Regions from separate parts of the Muntiacus reevesi genome. Here region 2 is linked to region 1. A link is a contact called in public Hi-C data. All regions are on one chromosome and are shown on one strand. Each heading gives the region's core, a stretch centred on a gene start, on an enhancer-like site or on the middle of the called end of the contact. The rest is flanking DNA. Distances are from core to core; before and after follow the strand shown. Region 1 holds the start of FAS (Fas cell surface death receptor). Region 2 holds the start of IFIT5 (interferon induced protein with tetratricopeptide repeats 5).

Region 1 (7,236 bases), core at 4,056-6,555:
CAGTGATACATTAAAAATCAGAAATGCTTCAGTACTAACACAGACCTACAGAATCAGGATCTCTGAGAATGGGGCCTCCTCATGGTGATGCTCAACCTTGTTATTTAGTACCTAATAACCCTGGTTATTTTGCTGCTCCTCCCAGCTGAAGACCTGGGAAGGTCTTCAGGGCTGGAGGAAGCGAAATCTGAGGTTAGCAGATGAGTACATTGACATGTGAGAAGAGTATTACAGACCAACAGCCTCTGTGCTCTGCACTTGCCAATCAGAATTTGACTTTTCACGGAGAAATAATGACCCTTCTAAAAATAAGCCTGAAAGGAAGATAAGTCATCTTTGGTGGAGGAAATGGGAGGATTACCAAGTCCTAAACTAGAGCCCAAGAAATCTCAAGTGCCCAGAGGGGTCACAGGAATAAAGCATCCAGGCGGAACAGACAACAAAGCGTAGGCAGGGCTGTCAAAGTGGAGAGGTACACCTGGACCCAAGGGGCAGCCTCCTGATCCAGGAGGGTGGGGACCAGGGGGCATGTGGGTCCAGACCTTTCATTTTTTCAAGAGAAACCAACATCCTCCAACATTTAAATGGGTCAACTAATATTAAAAATATATACCTGCCTATATATATTCTGTATGTGTCAAGACAGTGCAGCATAGACACAATGCAGTCTGGGGTGGGGACTTCCCTCATGGTCCAGTGGCTAAGACTCCATGCTCCCAATGCAAGGGGCCTGGATTGGATCCTCAGTTCGATTCTTGGTCAGGGAAGTATATCCCACATGCTCCAACTAAAGATCTTGCATGCTGCAGCTAAGACCCAGTGCAGCCAAATAAATAAATATTAAAAAATAAAAACACAGTCTGGGGCAATGTAAGCCCAATTTTTGAAATCACGCCTAAGACAGACATTCATATGAAAAAACAGTCTACGAGGTACAAAGATCCTTTTGTGAAGATGGCTAAAAACCAAAGCTCAAACCTCAGCAAGGGGTGGGAACCTTATGCCACATGTTCTGATTACATTTTCTCTCTCTTTCTATCTCTCTCTCTTTTTCCCAAGATCTCTGATCTCAGAAATCAAAAATATTGACAATTCTCACAGGTTACATTTTTATGGTGTCCCAGAACACAGAGGAGACTAAATCTACAATGCAGCATCACTCGACTATAGGACAGCCTGACATTAATGACTCCAAAAAAAGTTTATTCTAATTTCCCAAGTTCATCCCAGTTCACAGCTTAACAATACCTACATCTAGCAGGTTTGCTTGCTTTGCTGGGCTGAGTACATCCGCCGAACGAGTTTGTAGTCAGACTGCTAATTTCTAAGAGTAGCCTTAATCAAAATGCATAATTTCATACAAAAGTTACTATCACCCCCCCACTTAGTGGGTCTCTAGCCAGCTGTCCAGTAGAGCAATGGCTGCTGTTTCTAACTGGTCCCTAGATGGGGATGGCTCAGTTGCACAAAAGCTCATTCCAAATCAAGAAGGGAACTGTGATCAAAGAGGAGAACCAGCCCGTTTCCTTCTGAGGAAGGTGAAGTTAACAGTCTTACAGTGATCAACTTTCTAATTTGGGTCTTACTACTCATACTCTCACATCAAAGAAAATAAAAGTAGGCAAGTACATTTGAATTATTTGTTCCTGATTAAGACTGAATGGAAGATACTCAATTAGTGTTAGGAATCCAATTACATACAAAACAAAAGATACACTACTTTATTTCATTTTTATTTATTCATTTTATCTATTTCATTTCAAAGCAAAGGTCTTCCAGGAAATGAAAGAACTTATTAAGTAGTTAAATGTTGTTTTCCCACTTTTGTAAATAGATACAAGCACATAGCAAAAAGAATACACTACTGTCCATTAAGGTACTTACAGTGATTCTGCAAATAATTTTTTGGTAACAAGCTATATACATGTTATTACCTTTATATTGTTACTTTTCATCATAAGTCAGTAAGTCTTTAGTACCTATTACAAAACATGTGCTCATTTAAGGGACTTTTGGAACCCAAGATAATTTACCAAAAGGCACTTAACTCATTAGGGGTTTTCAAGTGGGGGATTTCCTTATTCAGGTTTTTGATCATCTCTTAGAAAGTGGTTACTCCTTAGCAGTTGTGGTATAGTGCTAGTAGCCTTCAGAGAGGTTCCTTTGAAATGCGGACACGTCCACTCTTAGGAACTATTTAGAAGTAAATTACTTGTTTAGTGTTCCAAAGAAACTTACTTAGAGACAACATCAAAATCTTGAGTCCTCTTTGCCTCTATCTCACTTTTCTCCTTCTATAAACTCAATGCAAGAGTAAAAACTGCTTTGCTAAATTAAACTCTAGTTTTGCCACTAAGGGTGGTAATTGTATTATGGAGCTGGACAATAAAAGAGTTTTCATTCATCTAATTGAAGCTAGCAGTGAAGGTCCTGAGGATCTTCATATATCAATTTCATTTTTGCCTCCCAATCTTGCCATCTTTTATCAATGTGTGTTTTTACCTCCTGGTTGTTAATGTTTTAAATTAAATTTCATAATATTATTTTATTCAAAAGAATTTTCAAGTCTACCTTGAGATAAGGAAAACCTACTAAAAACAACAATAAATAGAAACACACCACAACCTATTTCTTGCTTCTTAGCCTGGTTTATGGAAAAATTATTAAATTACAAATTAAACAACTGTCCTTTATTTTCTTCTCAAAGCTCTCCTATATGATTACTTTAAATACACCGGTTTCTTTTTCAGCTGCCCTCTCCTTCCCCTTGCCTATAATTTTGAAAACTCCAAGAAATAAAGGACAGGAAAATGGCTATCTAGTAATTGCCTAACCATAGACCTAAATAGTACAAAACAAAAGCTATCAGAACTATGTGCTATTAAAAGCAGCAACAGCATTGCTCACAGCTATTTCTCACACAAATTTCTAAAGTAACTGTGCCTTTACTTCTGTATCCGAAAGACGACCAGAAACTAAGAGAGAGAAAACTAACTTCAAGAGGGAAGAAAGATGGAAAGAGAAGCAAAGAGGTAAAGGATGGGCTATTTGCTGATGACAGATCACACTAGAGATGAGAGGACTAGAGAAAGAAAGAGGAAAAAAGAAAGCCTGGCCGCTCCCTCCCATCCACTTGCAGTCCACTGACATGGCTGAACTAAATTTGTTTCTGTGTTCCATGTAGTTAGCACTCACGCCTCGGTTTAATTGGTTTAATTTATTTGCAACTAGTAAGTAAGCCCCACTAAGTGCTAAGTCATAAAAGCAAGCATTTTCTGGAGACACACAAGGTGACAGAACAGTGTGGAAACTTCTTTAAGAACAGAGGCATGATGCTGGGCCCCTGATGGGGGCAGGGCAGGATTCTGTGTAACTAAACCCAAGAAAAGGGAAATAGAGGATATACTACAAAGTGTAAACAGGACTATCTAGGTGATACAGTTATATCTGATTTTTTTCTTTCTACACATCTGTATTAACACATTTTATTCAATAAACATTCACTTCTGAGGCTCTATATCATATAACAATAATAAATGAATGCTTAATATATATCATAGATATTATAATATGCATATACAAATAAATGTAAGTCTGTATTTGCACATATGTGTGTATGAATACGTGTGCATTCTTTCAGAAAAGCAGTTTCCTTGGTGCTTTAAACAGGTACCCCTGGTAGAGACGCTATAGTATTACTATAAAAGTAAAGTGTAGCTCTGGGCTTTGATAATTTTGCTATACTTGTTAGAATTGTTGTTCCAAGATTGTCAAAGCAACCAAGACTGCAATAAGGCAGTGGTTCATGGTAAGGAAGAATGTGATCTGAGGTTGTATAAATAGTTTCCCAACTTTGAATCTCAAATTTTCTCAAAGAAAATTTCTAAAGGAGCCCAAATATTGTACATTACTTCCAAAAGGACCAGGAAGAATTTTTTTTCCAACCATAAGACGGTTCCAGACATCGACTTTTTTTTTTTAACTCTTGGTGTCCTCTGGACATAGGTGTGGTCGATACCCCCATCCCCACCCCCCAGGCTTTGGAATGGGATCTAAATTGGATTTAAATTCAGTCCTGCCTCTTACTGTTTGGACTCGACTTACGTAAGCTGTCTGAACCCCATTTTGCCATATGTAAGATGGAGATACTGCGCAGCTGCTGCGAGAAATGACTGAGATCATACTCATAAACATTCCTATCACACTGCCTGGCACATCGATGAGGCACAGCAAATAAGAATCCGCTGGTGTTCAGAGAGTTCGGAACCCACACGAACCCCTTGAGGCCAGGGTCTTCGATCAGCCATCACCCAGCCAGGATATCTGAGGTAGGGACTCTCCAAAAGAGGTGGATGCGGCTTAGGCTTCCAGGCCAAGTACAGGCTGCTCAGCGCGTGCGCGGTGGCAGCAGGTACCACCGCCTGAGCGACGGGGCCAGGGTTGCCTCCCGTCCAGCAAACAATGAAAGATTTAAAAATAAAAATAAAAAAAAACGGAAGGGGGGGGGGGGAGGGCAAACCTGAGATAGTGACTCACACTCTCAAGGAGAGGGATTCCCGGAAGGGAAACAAAACAGTTTCTTTTTCTGTGTAGCGGTAAAAAGGTAAACAAGTCTCTTTAAGGCGCATTCAGCCCCAAGATAACGTTTTCAAGAAAGAATCGGTGCGGTCCAAAGCCTCTGGTGTAACCACTGCTTCGAGGCTGATTTATTCCCTAAAGTTGGGAAGTGTTGGAAAAACTTATTATCAATTTCGAGAGTGCAAGTTCTCGCCGCCCCGGGGCGCGTATGTTCACAGCACAGCCTTAGCGAGACTTGCAAGGGCTTGTCCAAAAGACCCTTTCCGGCCTCAGACGGGGCTCTCCCTGCAGCGACCCCCAAACCCCCCGGCGCCGGCCCCCTCGGCGCCGCAAACCGCGTTCCCAGGGATGTTCCGCCTGCCTCGCGGGCTCGCAGCTTCGCATCCAGCCCCAGGAAAAACGAGTAGCCTGGTTTGCTGAGACCTCGCCCTCAAGAGAAATCCTCGCAGTCATGCGGAGGTAGCCGGCCAAGTCCGCCGCCCACGCGCGCACCCCCCCGGCCGCCCCCACAGCGCGTCCCGCGCCAGCCCAGTGGCCGAGCAGAGGCGACTCACCAGTGACAAGAGAACCCAGATCCCGGACATGGCTGTGGAGCAATCGCCGAAGTGAAGGAGCCTTTCCAACCGGCACCAGGGCGAGTTACGCACCCGGTGAGAAGTGAGCCCCGACTGGCCCCACCCCGCGCTCCAGCCGGCCTGGAAGAGTGCGCCCCTCCCGGGCCCGCCTCGGGGGCTCACGCACTGTTACTCTCGGGACGCTTTCCTCTTTCTCCAGCAGCGTGTCTGAACACCTGTTGGTGGCTCATTTGAAGAGACCAAAAGAAACGTCCCCGGAGCCAGGGGGTGGGGGTTGGAGGAGGAAGCTTAGCTGGGGAACGCCCGGGTAGGGGAGGGCGCCTTTGATTCTGCAACCCGGAGCCTGGAGTGGGGGGTGGGGTGAGGGCCGGGGTGTTGAACGGGGAGCGGGGAAAGAGCCAGCGTTTGTTGCACAAGCGGGCATTCCCCGTTGGGAGCGTTTCCGCGATCGACTGGCAGGCTCGGGTTCAGGTGAGGATCCTGAGAATGGGCCCCATGACCTTTCTAAACTCTTCTGCAGTTTCAGCTGGGGAGGCTGGGGAGGACTGAAGTGCGGAGCGCACACGTCTTGCTCGGAGCAGGAGCCTCGGCTGACTGCTGGGATTCGCAGAGCAGACCCAGCCTTGGCTCGGCTCCGTGTGCCGTGGTGTCGACGTTAGAGGCTCACAGGAACCCCGGACGAGTGTCTGTAAGTGGCAGTTCTCCAAGGCAGAGGTTCAGATGTTGTGCTGTGGGGATTCCGAAGAGGGAGGACCCTTTATATTTTATTCTCACGAGGAGTACAAAGCTAACTCCTAAGACAAATCACACAACTCCTGCTATATGATTAAAAGCTTACAATTACTTCCCCTCCTTTGTTACTCATTATTTCCTGGCCAATTTTCTTTATAGTAAAAAAAAAAAAAGTATACTTTAGTGCTTTGGTTAACAGCTCGAAGTCACTATTGTTTTGGAAAAGTTGATCATTCCGGTTAGCCAGTTTTGCAACAGTTTTACAGAAGGTTTGTATAATGACATCCTTCATGAGCGTGATTCTGAATTAGGTGGTAAGCTGGGAACCGGTGAAAGGGTCAGTATTCCTCTGGCATCCTCCACTAAGCTCTGCACCTGCGCTGTGTTGTCCATGTGCCCTTTGGCTGTATCCCGTTAGGAACACTCTCCTTTCTCCCCCTTTGCCTGGCTCATCCCTCATCCATCCGGATCCCTCTCTGAAGACATTTTCGAGACATTTTCGTCTGGGAGATCTTCCTGGCTCCCAACTCAAGGTTAGGAGCTGAATGCTTTCCTCCTAACTGCTTTCACTCTGCTTGTTTTCTGCTCTGCACTCATGGCCCTGTCTTACAGGTGTGGATTTATCTGCCTCCTGCTTCACTGCCCAGCAGATTGTTAGTGCCGTGAAGAAGATCCTAGCTGACCAGTCCTGCTCCTACAGTTCCCAACCCAAAACAGACACAAAAAGAAGTGAATGGTGGAGGTTGGGGGAGGGGTGTAGAGGGGCTGGCACATGGAGACTCTGTATTATCTTTGCAACTTTTCTGTAAGTTTAAAACTATTCTGAAATTAGAAGTTTATTGAAATAAAAAAATCATAAGAAGAAAGGCAAGAAAGGAGGGAGGAAGGAACGGAGGAGAGCGAGACAGTTGACAAAATCAACATCTCTTGAGAGTGAATCATAAGTCAACAACTTTCACAAATGGTTGTGAAACAACCATTTCACAAATGGTTCTTCCATACCTAATATTTGCCACTTTAGCCCAGTGAGGTGGCTAATTATTATATTTGCTTTATAAAGAATTGTAACCATAAAAGTTTAAACAACATTGACAGTTTAATTAGTAAATAGTAGATCCAGGAATTAAACTTAAATATTCTTGCTCCTGAGTCATTGCTCTTTCTAACTCCCCTCAAATCTCCCCCACTCCACACACACACCTAACCATCAAGTTTAATGAAATAGTAATAGGTACTTTGTGGGAAGAGACGTGTTACATGATCAAATGATTTTAGAAAATTCTGGGTTAATTTAAACAGGTCTCCTAATCTAAGAGTTCTCTGAGCCCTCAATATGCTAATATGCATTCTG
Region 2 (6,740 bases), core at 2,918-5,417, 370 kb before region 1:
ATTCCAGACTTCTAGTTTTTAGTTTACATCTTCAATTAGCAGTTCAGTTGGGATCTCAAGTAAATATATTCATTACAGAAATCTGGGTTCCTTGAGTCTGTTCATACCTTTAGTTTTCCTCCACCTTTTTTTGTTACCTCTTAGCCCCACAGGCCAAATAACCTAGAAGTATGTGAATCATGAATTTCCAGATGTTCAAGCTAGTTTTAGAAAAGGCAGAGGAACCAGACATCAAATTGCCAACATCCGCTGGATCATCAAAAAGCAAGACAGTTTCAGAAAAACATCTATTTCTGCTTTATTGACTATGCCAAAGCCTTTGACTGTGTGGATCACAACAAACTGTGGAAAATTCTGAAAGAGATGGGAATACCAGACCACCTGACCAGCCTCTTGAGAAACCTGTGTGCAGGTCAGGAAGCAACAGTTAGAACTGGACATGGAACAACAGACTGGTTCCAAATAGGAAAAGGAGTATGTCAAGGCTGTAAATTGTCACCCTGCTGATTTAACTTATACGCAGAGTACATCATGTGAAATGTTGGGCTGGATGAAGCACAAGCTGGAATCAAGATTTCCAGGAGAAATATCAATAACCTCAGATATGCAGATAACACCACCCTTATGGGAAAAAGTGAAGAAGAACTAAAGAGCTTCTTAATGAAAATGAAAGAGGAGAGTAAAAAAAATTGGCTTAAAGCTCAACATTCAGAAAACTAAGATCATGGCATCTGGTCCCATCACTTCATGGCAAATAGATGGGGAAACAGTGTCAGCCTTTATTTTTTTAGGCTCCAAAATCACTGCAGACGGTGATTACAGCCATGAAATTAAAAGACGCTTATTCCTTGGAAGGAAAGTTATGACCAACCTAGACAGCATATTAAAAAGCTGAGGCATTACTTTGCCAACAAAGGTCCGTCTAGTCAAGGCTATGGCTTTTCCAGTGGTCATGTATGGATGTGAGAGCTGGACTGTGAAGAAAGCTGAGTGCCGAAAAATTGATGCTTTTGAACTGTGGTGTTGGAGAAGACTCTTGAGAGTCCCTTGGACTGCAAGGAGATCCAACCAGTCCTTCCTAAAGGAGATCAGTCCTGGGTGTTCATTGGAAGGACTGATGCTGAAGCTGAAACTCCAGTACTTTGGCCACCTCATGCGAAGAGTTGACTCATTGGAAAAGACCCTGATGCTGGGAGGGATTGGGGGCAGGAGGAGAAGAAGACGACAGAGGATGAGATGGCTGGATGGCATCACCGACTCGATGGGCATGAGTTTGAGTAAATTCCGGGAGTTGGTGATGGACAGGGAGGCCTGGCATTCTGCAATTCATAGGGTCGCAGAGTTGGACATGACTGAACGACTGAACTGAACTGAATTTCTTGATTCCTCTTCTCTCAATCCCTCATTTAATCCAATGGGAAATTCTGTTAATTTTACCACCCAAATATATCAAATCCATCCACTACCCCCCCCCCATTTCCACTGCAATTTTTCTAGTCTAAAAGACTATTACCTTTCCTTTGAACAGGGGTAACAATCCGGTCTCCCTGTTTCCACTCTTAGTCCCCATATAATATTAGTAAACTACTGAAAATGTAAACCAGGTTATGTCAGTCTTTTGGTTCAAAATCTCCCAATAGCTTTGAAACACCCTTAATCTAGCCTTTGCCACGTCTTACAAGTCCCTAAAGATGCTGGACCTGTGTACCCATCCAACCTTCTCTCCTCCTTCCTCCTCATTATCATGTTTTAGACATACTAACCTTCTTCCTATCTTGAACATATTAAGTTCAAAGACTTTCACACTTGTTTTTACTCTACTTGAGAAGCTCTGCTTCCAAATCCTTGTATGATTAGCTCCTTCCTTTAACTTGGCTCAAAAATCCCCTATCCAAGTGGCCATCTGTGGCAAAAATATCTAAAATAACCCCCTCCATTCCTGGTCACTCTCTTAGCCCACTACACTATTTTATTTTCCTTATAGCTCTTACCACCTTCTGAATTATGTTATTTACTCATTCATTTTTGGTTATTTATGTTGATTATTCACCCATTTATTTTTGGTTGTCTATTTCCCCCATTTAAATGAGAATAGGGACTTTATTCTGGTTTGATTTTTTTCACCCATGTGTCCCCAGAATCTATGATTTCAGAGCTCAGTAATAAATACTTGCAGAGTGAATGAATGAATGCAATTATATACTGATAGCTTCTGGCATTTTCAACCCAGAGGCATGAGCCTAGAATTAAAAAAAAAAAAGGCACCTGAATTTCAGATGAGGGAATTCCTGCTAGTTCTTTCCATCCTGCTACTGGTTCCAAACTTTCTGCCACTTCAGTCTTCCCTATCCTATTTGTTTTTCCATCCTGAAAAAAAGGCACCTGAATTTCAGATGAGGGAATTCCTGCTAGTTCTTTCCATCCTGCTACTGGTTCCAAACTTTCTGCCACTTCAGTCTTCCCTATCCTATTTGTTTTTCCATCCTGGCATACTGTCTGGCTCTCTGTTTAGATTTTGAAACTAGGTTCTGGACTAACGTCCTAAGGTCCTGACTGGGAAACACGGTATCTATCCCTTGGTAGTTGTTCCTTTCTCTGGTGTAAACGCACCAAAATCATAGGCAAGACATGCCACGCCCTTAACAGCCTGCTCAGACCCACAATATGGGCTTACCAGCTTCTGCCCATCCACAGAGTGAAATGAACATCTGCCTCTGCCCAAGGCGCATGAAGAGGGAGGGCTGCCCAGGGATTGTCACGTGGCTGTGAGATCTCCAGGGGACATTCAGTCAGCCATGTAAGTGCCTTGCCTACACTCTATGGGATTTATGCACAACCCGGCACTATGACAAATTTTACTTTTTCAACTCTACTTACTTTTTTAACTTTGTCTCTGGGAAGCTGGCAGAGAGAGGCTATTGTGTCTGAAGAGGCAACATTTATCTTTAGGCAATTTTGTGTGTGTGGTGGGGAGTTGTTTTATTGTGTTTGTTTTTTTGCCAGGAAGGAACAGTCTTTCATTTTCCTTGGTAGACAGTGCCCAGTGGGGTTCACCCCTCTTCATCCCATCCACCAGACACTCGCAGGGCACCACCCGCCTTTTCCTCTCTATACCTCCCACGTCCCTCCTTTCCTACAAAGGGTAGAAGTAAGGCATTTATTAAACATTTTAAAACATAACAAAAGTCACCATCTGCAAATACATGAGCTGGTCATTAAGCAACAACCGTTTCGACAGTCCTAAGAGATGGATGCCATTACTTTTTACAGACAAGAAACAGCTTCACCGAGTTGAAGAAACTTTGCTTTGGGTCACCCAACTAGTAGGTGGTCCGAGTCAGGATTTAGAACAAAAGACTGTAAGGCCTGCAGGAGCCCACTATCTGAACCTCCTCAGGCCTCAGCTTCCTAAATGCAGACCGCTCACCATCCACGTCCGAAGCAGGGGACTAGATGAAAAGGGGTCAGCCAAGGACCCCCACCACAGGCCAGTCTTGGAAATGGAGAAAGCAAGCTCCACAAAACGGGGATGGGGTGGAGCCGGAACAATCTGTCCACGCTACAAAGGAGGGGGAGAAGTCAGAGCCAAGTATCAAAAAGGCAAAATGGCAGAAGCGGAAGAGTGTGACGCGGGGGCTGCGGCCTGCGGGGACCTGTACCGCAGAAGCTCCCGCACCGGCCCGGGGGCGGCGGCGACCGGAGCAGCAGGGAAGTGACAAGTCCCCGGGGCGCGTCGCCCTTCCCCCCCTCCTCCGTCCCCCGACTCGGCCCGAGAGTCCGACTGCGGATGCCTGGGACTTGCCGGAAGGGTCCACTCGGCCACCCTCCCCGGCAGGCCCACCTTCAGCCGCCCCGGACCCTGACCGGGCTCCCAGGAGGGGGGCGTCCCCAACGCCGACGCCCGGCGGCCGGCCTCTGGGGCTCGGCCCTTTCAAGGGCCGTAGCGCTGCCCTACAAACGGAACACAAGACAAAGGCGTGTAAAACAAAGGCCACAGGGAATTGGGGAGGAGAGGCCGGGAGGAGCCCTTACCTCATGGTGGCTGGGCTCTGCTGCAGTTCCGGGAGGTGCAGGTCCCTTCGGGCTTTCTCCTCAGCCCTCCGCTCCTTTGCGGCTGAGCGGCGGCGCGCGTGCGTGTGCGTGGGCGCGCGGGCGAGGTGACCGCAGCGCTAGGTCCGCGCGCGAGGGCGGACGTCTTTGTTAAAGGGCGGACAGGAGCGGGAAAGGCCAACGAGAAAGTGAATCTGATCCCCGACTAGGCGGAGTCCAGCTCCGGGAAACAGAAACTTCTGGAAGAGCTGAGTGGGGGCGCCCTCCCGGCCGGACTGAGGAACCGCTGTAAGAGGTTTGCGCAGCGCGGGGACGTTCCGGGTGGAATTTGCAGCTGGGCCTTGAGACTTTGGTCTTGGCTGCTCAGCTGCCTTTTTAAGTCCACGTGCCTTAGCTCTTTGCGGGGTGGTGATTATTTGTTGGATTTTTTTCTTTTTTTTTTCCCTTAGCTAAGATGACTGGAGATATTTCAGCGTTATTTTTGTTGGGTGGCACCGACGCTCTTTATAGCTTTGTGAATCCTAGGCTAAAACTCAAGTCTTTTTTTTTTTTAATGAAATTATTATTTTACTTTACAATATTGTATTGGTTTGCCATATATTGACTTGAATCCTCCATGGGTGTACATGTGTTCCCCATCCTGAACCCCCCTCCCACATCCCTCCCCATCCCATCCCTCTGGGTCTTCCCAGTGCACCAGCCCTGAGCACCCTGTCTCATGCATCGAAACTGGACTGGCGATTCCTTTCACATGGGATAATTTACATGTAAAACTCAAGTCTTGAGTCAACAAACACAGGTGCAATGCCATGCACTTGTGCCGTGATTTTCACTGGGTAAACCTAGAGAAATTTGGGGGCCAAAACGTATATATATTCAAAATTTGGTAGCTATTCCAGGTTCGCTTTGCAAAGAGGGTTTTACACCCCACTCACAATTCTATGAAAATTCCCTTCCCTTCCGTGCCCTTGACAACTGCGCTTTCTATAATAAGGTCCCATAATAATATAATAATAATCCTATTATTATAGGTCCCATCTTTGTGACGGGGTTGGCTTCCCCTGGTAGCTTAGATGGTAAAGAATCTGCCTTCAATACAGGAGACCTGGGTTCGATTCCTGGGTAGGGAGGATTCCCAGGCGAAGGGAATGGCAACTCACTCCAGTATTTTTGCCTGGAGAATCCCCATGGACAGAGGAGCCTGGAGGGCTATAGTCCATGGGGTCACCAAGAGTTGGCTATGACTGAGCCACTAACACACACACATGCAAAGATGGGGTGGTTTGGAACCTAAGCAGAAAATATCGAACGCCCATACACTGCCCCCTTCAAATTCAGTCATTTGTTCTTTCAACATGTTTACTAAACAACTGCTAAGAGCTAGACATTGTCCAAGGCCCTGTCAATATAGCAAGAAATAAAATAGACAAGGGACAAGCCCTCCCCCCTCCTCCCCCCACACACTGTCTTCTGCATTTTGTTCCTGATTATGCACAGGGTGGAGATAATTCTCAAACTTTGAGAATAAGTATTCATCATCACAGAGTTTAAAGGCACAAGTTTATCACTTTTATGCCTTGGCAAAATGCCATGCTAGTCACTTTGTTTTTCAAATGAATGGACAACAATGTACAGTTTTTTCTGTGTGTCCATTAGTTTAAATAATGCTGACTTTGGCTTTGCAAGAAAAGGGGACTTATACCTAAAACCAATTCTTGCTCCCTCAGAATTAAGTTAAGCATGGCTAACTAACAGTGTAGGTCCAGAACTGTAGTTAGTTGTGCATTTGTGATTTTGTTACACTTGTTTGGAGTTAATTTCTAGTGTGAGAGGTGAAGGTAAAGAACAAATATAATATTTTATGTCAGATTGTGCTATGGAGAAAAAGCAGAGAGAGGGTTGGTGTTTTGCTGTTATAAATATATTGGGGAGAAATGGTTTGGGGTGGGGGAAGAAGTGAGCACTGTGGATATGGGGTCAGGAAAAAGCCTTCCAGCCTGGGGGAACAGTAACTGCAAAGGCCTAGAGATGGAAGCATACTTGGCATGCACAGATGGTGTGTTGGAATGGAGAAGGCAGGGAAGAAGTCCTAAGAAATGAGGTTGGGGAGGTAATGTGGATGTGGTGGGTCTGTAGGCTATGGTAACCTTTAAGTGGGAAACCACATTTTAGAAAAAGTACTGAATGGCTTATTTGGAGGTACAAAGATATGCCCAGAATTTCCTCCTTCCTGAAGATTTAGAATATTTAATAGAACTCTGTTTGAAAAAATTTCCAGTGTGTTGATTATGTTTTTTCTTCCTTATTCCTACTTCTTTCCTTTCTTTTAGCTGTAGCTGGGTCAAGAGAGAGTCTTTGGGTTATCAAGTTTTGAATGAACAGCAACTAAACAGTAAATGATGAAAGTCAAAAGGGGAAAAAATTCCTGATTATCCTTATATTGTTTAGGATTTCAGATTCAGAAAGACTAAAACTAATCTGTAAAAATTTTAAAGGAATAAGCATTTTCAGGATTGAGGAGAAGCAAAGACCCAGCTGTTGAGTAGGTGTTGAATATCCTGAATTTATTAGATGGAACTTGAATATCAGTATTTTTTTCATAACTTGGATTGGGTGAATTCTTGGGAAAATTAGTAGTGTATTGTCTTTTGAATTTATTCTTATCAACCTGTAAAACACAGCAACGGGGG

Evidence for each region. Hi-C and Micro-C count contacts between places; a contact is called where the count stands out from the background.
Region 2: a Hi-C map of muscle shows a contact between it and region 1, with 5 times the contacts expected there. The contact joins the promoter of IFIT5 here to the promoter of FAS in region 1. A contact is called at or near these places in 2 of 3 Hi-C or Micro-C datasets (blood and muscle).

The regions. Positions count from the first base shown.
Region 1 is chr2:133,510,425-133,517,660 of mMunRee1.1, reverse strand. FAS (Fas cell surface death receptor) reads right to left here and starts at 5,305. Exons shown (of 8, transcript XM_065922862.1): 1 at 5,133-5,305. The coding sequence starts at 5,162. It overlaps LOC136159961 (a long non-coding RNA gene), which reads left to right and starts at 5,478. Exons shown (of 6, transcript XR_010661544.1): 1 at 5,478-5,624.
Region 2 is chr2:133,883,606-133,890,345 of mMunRee1.1, reverse strand. IFIT5 (interferon induced protein with tetratricopeptide repeats 5) reads right to left here and starts at 4,167. Exons shown (of 2, transcript XM_065922876.1): 1 at 4,033-4,167. The coding sequence starts at 4,037. LIPA (lipase A, lysosomal acid type) reads left to right here and starts at 4,208. Exons shown (of 11, transcript XM_065922885.1): 1 at 4,208-4,338.